Linked DNA regions of Sus scrofa: region 2 is linked to region 1. Evidence: chromatin contacts called from public Hi-C data. All regions are on one chromosome and are shown on one strand. Each heading gives the region's core, a stretch centred on a gene start, on an enhancer-like site or on the middle of the called end of the contact. The rest is flanking DNA. Distances are from core to core; before and after follow the strand shown. Region 1 overlaps LOC102164776. Region 2 overlaps LOC102164776.

Region 1 (3,415 bases), core at 434-2,933:
ATGATGAAATGCTATCCCGATGACGTGTCAGATCAAACATGGAACAGAAAATGAGAAAATGGAGCCCCTTTTTGCCACCAAGATTGTAACACACGTCCTGCAGGACAATATTTTTCAGATGACTCAACTCAAAAGGGCTGAATGAAATTTCTATGGTCTGAAAGGGTTTCTACATCAATTAGTCTAGCTGTTCACTTTTCCTGACCTGCAGTGACTCCATTTTATTCACTGAGACATTTCTCACCTCAGTCCATGTACCATCTCCTCCAGGAAGCCCTCTCTGACTACACAGCTGGAGTCTGTGCCTCTTCATCATGTTCCCACAATGCCCCAGGCACGTCTCTCTCTTAGCGCTTGGGACATGACATTGAAGTTTGTTCAATGTCATTTGTCTCAAGTCTTCTTTGTGGTCAGGCACGTACTTTATCAGTCTTTTAAACTCCAGCTTCTAGTGCGGGGTTGGTGCAATGGAGGAGGAGAGTAAAGATTTGCTGAACTAAATGGATGTGTACCTATCATTGGAGAAGTTGCTGGCATAAACCCCCATGTGTCATTTATAAGAGTCTCCTGTAACCTTTGCACTCAGGAAGTTCTAACTCGTATCTGATCCCACATGCAGACATTATTTCTTTCAACCTCATGCAATAACAACTGGTAACTGTCTTCATTCTTATCAGAGCACCCTCAGAAATCACTGATGGGAGTTCCTACTGTGGCACAGCAGAAACGAATCCGACTAGTATCCATGAGGATACGGGTTTGATCCCTGGCCTCACTCAGTGGGTTGGGGATCTGGCATTACAGTAAGCTGTGGTGTAGGTCCCTCGGATCCTGTGTTGCTGTGGCGTAGGTTGGCGGCTGTACCTCTGATTCGACCCCTAGGCCTGGGAACACTCATATATCACAAGTACAGCCTTAAAAAAAAAAAAAATCACTGCTATCACTCATTTCTTTCTACCAAGTCAGCCTTCATTTTTTCAGGCTTAAATCAGGTATGAACTATCAGAACCCCAAATCTGACCATTTTAATTTTTAACAGATGACTAGAAAAGGACTTTCAAGAAGGATTTTGGCCAGAGAGAATGTATGCATTCAATAAGCTGCCGTGCAGCACCTACTCCGTGCCAGACTGTGCTGACAGAGAATAAACAGATGCCAAAATCCCAGGCCATCCAGAGATCTCTAACCTAGAATAGGGAATAAACAGGGGTACTTCATCTAACTAAGAAAAAGCAGCATTTTCCTTTATTTGCGGTGCCTCCATCAGAAGAATCACTCCATTTGGGGAGAATGTAAAAAAGTCCAGAGTGCTAAAAAGCACAACACATTTTACACTTCCTGAGTAGCTTGGGAGAAAACTAGTGGCCCAATCAGGGAACATGTTGGGAACACGTGGGAGAGCCCATGGAAGGATCAGTGCCCTGGGTATGTTGACATTGTGACAGAAGTCCATCTGCGTTTTTGTTGCTGGGCAGAGGCTGGCCTCCACTGACCACATATGCAGAAAGCTGGCAGGAGCCCCTGGTCACCAGCCCCCAAACTGGCAGCCTCCCCTCTCTGGCCAAGGAGCTCAGGGTCTGCGTGACTTGAGGCAATGTCATCTGGGGACACTTGGGATTCTGATCGGGTGAGCCAGTGGAGGCAGCGCAGATAAGACCGGGGCAGAAATCTGGCAGCCTAAATGACATCTGCTTCGTCTGAGGTTTTGGCTCTGGCTCCTCCTGGGAGCCTGGGGCTGGAGCCTGGGAAGGGTGCATTTGGAGCTGGTTACAGCAGGTGGCGCAGGAGAGCAGAAGCCAACCCTCTGTGGGGCCCAAGGAAAATGAAGGATTGATTCCGCCTCAGAGAGAGGCACTAGGGCCAAGAAAGGCAAAGGGGACCGACTGGTCTCTCCACATGGTGCCCAACATGGCATATTGCCCAGGTGACACACACAGCCAGATATGGACATGTCTCTGCTAAAGAAAAACCAAGATAGGTCCTCATAGGTCTGAGTAAAATCCTTGAATGGTCAGTACTTGCAGGAAGCATGATGCAAAGAAAAAGAAAAACAACATCTAGTATTCACTTAAAGGGCAAGATAAACACTCCTAGAGCTCAAAGACTCTGACCTATGGACGGCTGACGGGTAAAGTGTAAGTCCCCAAATAAACCTCCACCTCCACCACCACCACCGCCACCACCACCAAAACAAAACAAGAACAAAACCCCACTTAATCTTGTCAGTGGAGCTCTGGAAAGCAACATTTTTAAACAAGACACACAAAAAAGAAATTTATCTCCACTGAAAGCTGCCAGATGAAGCCACCTTCTTGATGTTCTTATCTCGGGGTAAGCTTGCCTCCAAAACACATACCCTCCCACATACACCCCAGGCTCCTCAGTTTCTCTGCCGCAAAGGGCAGAAAGCATGGTTCTACTTATTTATTTTATGCAGTGGCATAACTTGAAGAACTTTAATCAGGAAATTCTAAGCAGGGGATAAAAGTGTCACACAGAGGCTATAGGACAATCTCTCTCCTCTGAGAGATAACATTCAAAAGCAGTGAACTGCTGAGACTCGCCATAGAGAGTTTACCTCCTCTACTGAAGCAGTGTGGGCTGGCTCAGGGATAAGACTTAGGGAATGCAAGGAATTTTACTTATTTTTCCATTTGGTTTACTTTCGTTACTTCTCTTGTGGGGAAGCAATCCGAGATGCTTAAGGGCTGATGTTTTATAAATCAATTCTCTGTGTTTACTTACGTGCATATACATATATGCAAAATTGTGCACTGCTTGAAAAGCAAAACATTTGACATATTTGTTCTCCACCTTCTGCAAAAAGCAGGGTCTGCTCAACTAGTAAATGAGTCTGGGGTCTGTCCTACAATCTACTGCCTGCAATGGAATAGGGTTCACACCACAGATGTCTCAACAGCAGAAAGTCTCAGAGTATATATACTCCAGAAGGAGGAGGCAGATAGCGTTGTTTCACCCTCTGTGCCTTAGGACTTGCTCTGTTTAGCCTGGAATGTCCTTCCTCAACTCCAGTCTTCTTCATTTTGTGGGCCATCTTCTGTCTTTTTCAAGAATACTCATCACATCTGAAGCCCCCACCCCCCGACCAGCCTCTTACCCCCATGTGTCCTTAGAAATCCTGTGCAAATCTCATTCCAAGCACAGGACACAGAATGATGCTGTTGTCACCACCCGCTGCTATAAAATTCATGCTATGTTATAGACTACTTTTTTTTTCCTGCTTCTTTATGTCTTCCCAGATCCTTCTCTCCCCAGCTCCTCCTAAGTAGGGTTGCCAGATAAAAAGAGAATGTCCATGTGAATTTGAATTTCAGATAAAGAATTTTTAGTACATGTGTATCCCCAACATTGCCTGTGTTGTTGTATTTTTATGTGCTAAATGTGGCAGCCTCAC
Region 2 (3,415 bases), core at 589-3,088, 300 kb after region 1:
TTGAAAGTGTTTTGTAAATAAAGAGTTGTTGCTATTAAGATTTGGAACGCAGTAGTTCCCGTCATGGCTCAGTGGTTAACTAACACAACTAGTATCTGTGAGGACTTGGGTTCAATCCCTGGCCTTGCTCAACGGGTTAAGGACCTGGTGTTGCCGTGAGCTGTGGCGTAGGTCATAGATGCAGCTCAGATCCCACGTTGCTGTGGCATAGGCCAGCGGCTACAGCTCCAATTGGATCCCTAGCATGGGAAGCATAGGAATTTTCATATGCTTTGAGCGTGGCCCTCAAAAAAATTTTGTTAACTTGAAATTGTTCCCTATAGTTAGATCGTACATATGTGTCCTATCATGACATTTTAGTCTCACTAGATTTCTGATAAGACTCTTACCATGAGTTTATGTCCTTGAGTATACAAAGAAGAATGCAGCCTGGTCCTTCAGGAACTCAGTTTAGTGAGAGACCCCAACATGAAGACAGAAAATTATAATTTAAGGAGTACCAACATGCAACAGAAACTCATATAAATGAGTGGTTCTAAGTCACGGGGGAGGGGCTGGAGAGGGAGTGGGATCTATATTGGGTCATAACAGAAGCAGCTCACCAGGTGGGGACAAGACAAGTTTTGGGTGCTCTAAGTTTTCATAAAGAGTATTTCACTGTTTTTAACTTGTGATAATCTTGTTTGATACCTGCCCATTTATAGGATGAATACAAGAGACTTCTTCTCTGGCTTATTCCTATGTTTGGAACGTTCCATGATTAAAACTGATTTTTTGGGGGGGGGGAAACAAAGTGGTTTGTTTGTTTTTTTGTTTGTTTTAGGAAACAAAGAAATGTACGTGGCTGGGGGCAAACGATAGGAAGCAGCTGGGAGGTGGGTTTTGATGGATCTGGGCCAGATGGGGGAAGATGTAGTGTGTTGGAATGAATGTTTTATATTTTGTTGTTTAAACAAAAGGGAGTAACATCAGATTATTAAACGGAATTGAAATGACTTTTGTCGTCACCAGACAGCTATGTCAGGGGTGGCAGTGGCAGAGACTGACCAGGCTGGCCCATCCACCTTTGCTTACCGTCTCCAGAAACAGTGCCCTCCGGATGCTGAGAGCAAACCAGACAAGAAAAGATTAGAATCTGGAGGACAAAGGATGCTCTTGACACGTTCGAGCTGGCCAGAGTGCTTTCGAGGCCAGCACATTAGGCGCAGGGAGGTGAGCCAGGCAGGAGAACATGTGTGTTCAATTCCAGTCCACCAGCTCACCAGTCAAGCCATCCCTGCACCACCCCGTTACCTCACGGGGTCCCACCAGCCCCAGGATTGAAGGCCAATTGTGTGTTGCTGTGACAGCAAGTATTGAAAAGGAAAATAAAGAAGCGACGAGCTGCGACACGCTATCATTAAGTAATCATAATTTCCTCCCTCTATTACGACAATAGATGTCACTCTCTCATCTGGAAGGCAGGCCACGTATAGAAACACCATGTCAAAAACCCTTTCACACTAAGACAGAGGGGGACGAGTTCGCTGGGTGTGGAATAGAAGATCTTGATGGGTTGCATCCACCCCGTTTCCCACCCTCCAACTCCTACATGCGCTGATAAAAGTCAGATCTGTAAAGAACTTCAAAGCCTCCCCAGTCTGACAAACAGTAATAAAACAAGAAATTGAAAAAAAAAAAAAAAAGTGTACAGAGGAAGCAGAGCTGACAAGTGTTATGATGGTTCTGTTTTAGTAATCAGCACACTGACTGCGGGGCACTTCCTCCTCGCGGGAAGCCGCGTCTGGGCTGTCAGCGATGAAGGAGGACAGAAAGGTCAGGCGGCGAGGGATGCTGCTGGCCTGCAGGGAGCCACTGCACATTCTTCCCAGCTCCTTTCCTCCAGTCCACTTCCCAGCCCAAGCCCAACTACTCCCTCACCGCCTTCCAAAAGGGAAAATATGGGCAAAGCAGACTCCGTCTGGCCGCTCCCCTTCCCGGCCTCCACTTAACAGAGGACTTGGGTTGGGGGGGGAGGGCAAGGGGAAGGGGAACAACGAGGAAATAGCTCTGGAATCCAGGACATCTGGCTTCTATTCAAACCCAATCACCGACCTTGGGAGCATATTGAAAGCATTTGGCTGTCTCCACAGTCTAAAAGGAGCTATTTATTTCAGACTCAACCACCAGCCCAAACATATGCCTCCATTTGGAAACAATTGGAGGTAAACTTTTTTTTTTTTTTTTTTTTTTTTAAAGGAGGGAGGTGGAAAGAACACAGGACTTTGAGTCAGAAGACGGACCTCCATTCCAACCACTGATCGGCCACTTGCTCGCGACGGCTGTATGACTCTTTGGCTCCCTTAATCTCACTGCAATTTCCATCTCTCAACAGTCAGACCTTGATTTAGTTGCTCCCTCACGGAGAGACTGAGGAGCCGTGCTTGGTAAAGGGTCGCCTCTCTCTTCAGGCACAGGCTTGGCTGGAGTTTACTCACTGGGTATAAAATGCCCAGCTCTCCCCTAGTGCTGCATCATCATGTGGCTAAGGTGCACCTGAGTGCTGATTTACTTTCAAGTGTTTCCTGGTGTGCGGGATTATCGCTGGGACTATTTTTATGCCAATAATGCGCAACAACCCATCGCTGAGATCAGTCCAGGGCAAACTGGAAATGCCAAGTTCCCAAGCCATCACTGGACAGTATGTGCCATAATGACTAACCCTGCCTCAGCATTAACCATCCACAACAGGTCATAAGCTTTCTCCATCCCTTGCTAGAAGCTGCCTCCCATATAAGCCCCATGGCTTCTGCTGTCCTGAATCAGATGAAAGGCGACCATCTTGTTGGAGTTGTTACTGGAAATATCTGCTAAGACACCAAATGTGCACTCGTCCACGGAGAGGGAGAGCTGCTCCTACCTCAACACCTGTGTTTTGGGGTTTTTTTTCTGTCTTTTGCTTTTTAGGGCCATACCTTCAGCATACAGAGGTTCCCAGGCTAGGGGTCTCATCAGAGCTACAGCTGCCAGCCTACACCACATCCATGCCAGATCCGAGCCGCATCGGCGACCTACACCACAGCTCACGGCAATGCCGATCCTTAACCCACGAAGCAAGGCCAGGGATGGAACCCAAAACTTCATGGTTCCTAGTCGGGTTTGTTTCCACTGCACCACCACACAAACTCCTCAACACCTGTGTTTTATTAGTCCTGTTTTCTAGCCTCAAGGTCACACCTGAGCTTCCTTTGCTATGACCAGTTGGTGGAGCCCCTCATGGGCCCATTAGTGTTCACTCTAGTATCACATCCAGAACATTCCTAAGTCATCACGCCTCACTAAATCTCCAATACTAAAGATCTCAAAAACCCCAACAGGGGCTATTGCCACAGTATTTGACAAAGTATAAGACAGTTTCACTAGCTGCTCTCACAAC

The links. Hi-C and Micro-C count contacts between places; a contact is called where the count stands out from the background.
Region 2: a Hi-C map of fetal liver shows a contact between it and region 1, with 2.2 times the contacts expected there. The contact joins two enhancer-like sites. A contact is called at or near these places in 18 of 47 Hi-C or Micro-C datasets (alveolar macrophages, brain, embryonic fibroblasts and 12 more) and 1 of 2 datasets of contacts at active chromatin or transcription factors (skeletal muscle).

What each region holds. Positions count from the first base shown.
Region 1 is chr9:49,217,393-49,220,807 of Sscrofa11.1, forward strand. The region is part of intron 3 of LOC102164776; the gene reads right to left. Among named protein-coding and RNA genes, the nearest start is that of MIR100, 61 kb to the left of the region's middle. Within about 2 kb of position 1,684, at least 28 of the 83 cell types and tissues checked have an H3K27ac peak or open chromatin away from gene starts, as enhancers often do. A contact at or near this core is called in skeletal muscle, where this site is marked.
Region 2 is chr9:49,519,028-49,522,442 of Sscrofa11.1, forward strand. All of the region lies in intron 1 of LOC102164776, which reads right to left. Among named protein-coding and RNA genes, the nearest start is that of UBASH3B, 110 kb to the right of the region's middle. Within about 2 kb of position 1,839, at least 3 of the 83 cell types and tissues checked have an H3K27ac peak or open chromatin away from gene starts, as enhancers often do. A contact at or near this core is called in skeletal muscle, where this site is marked.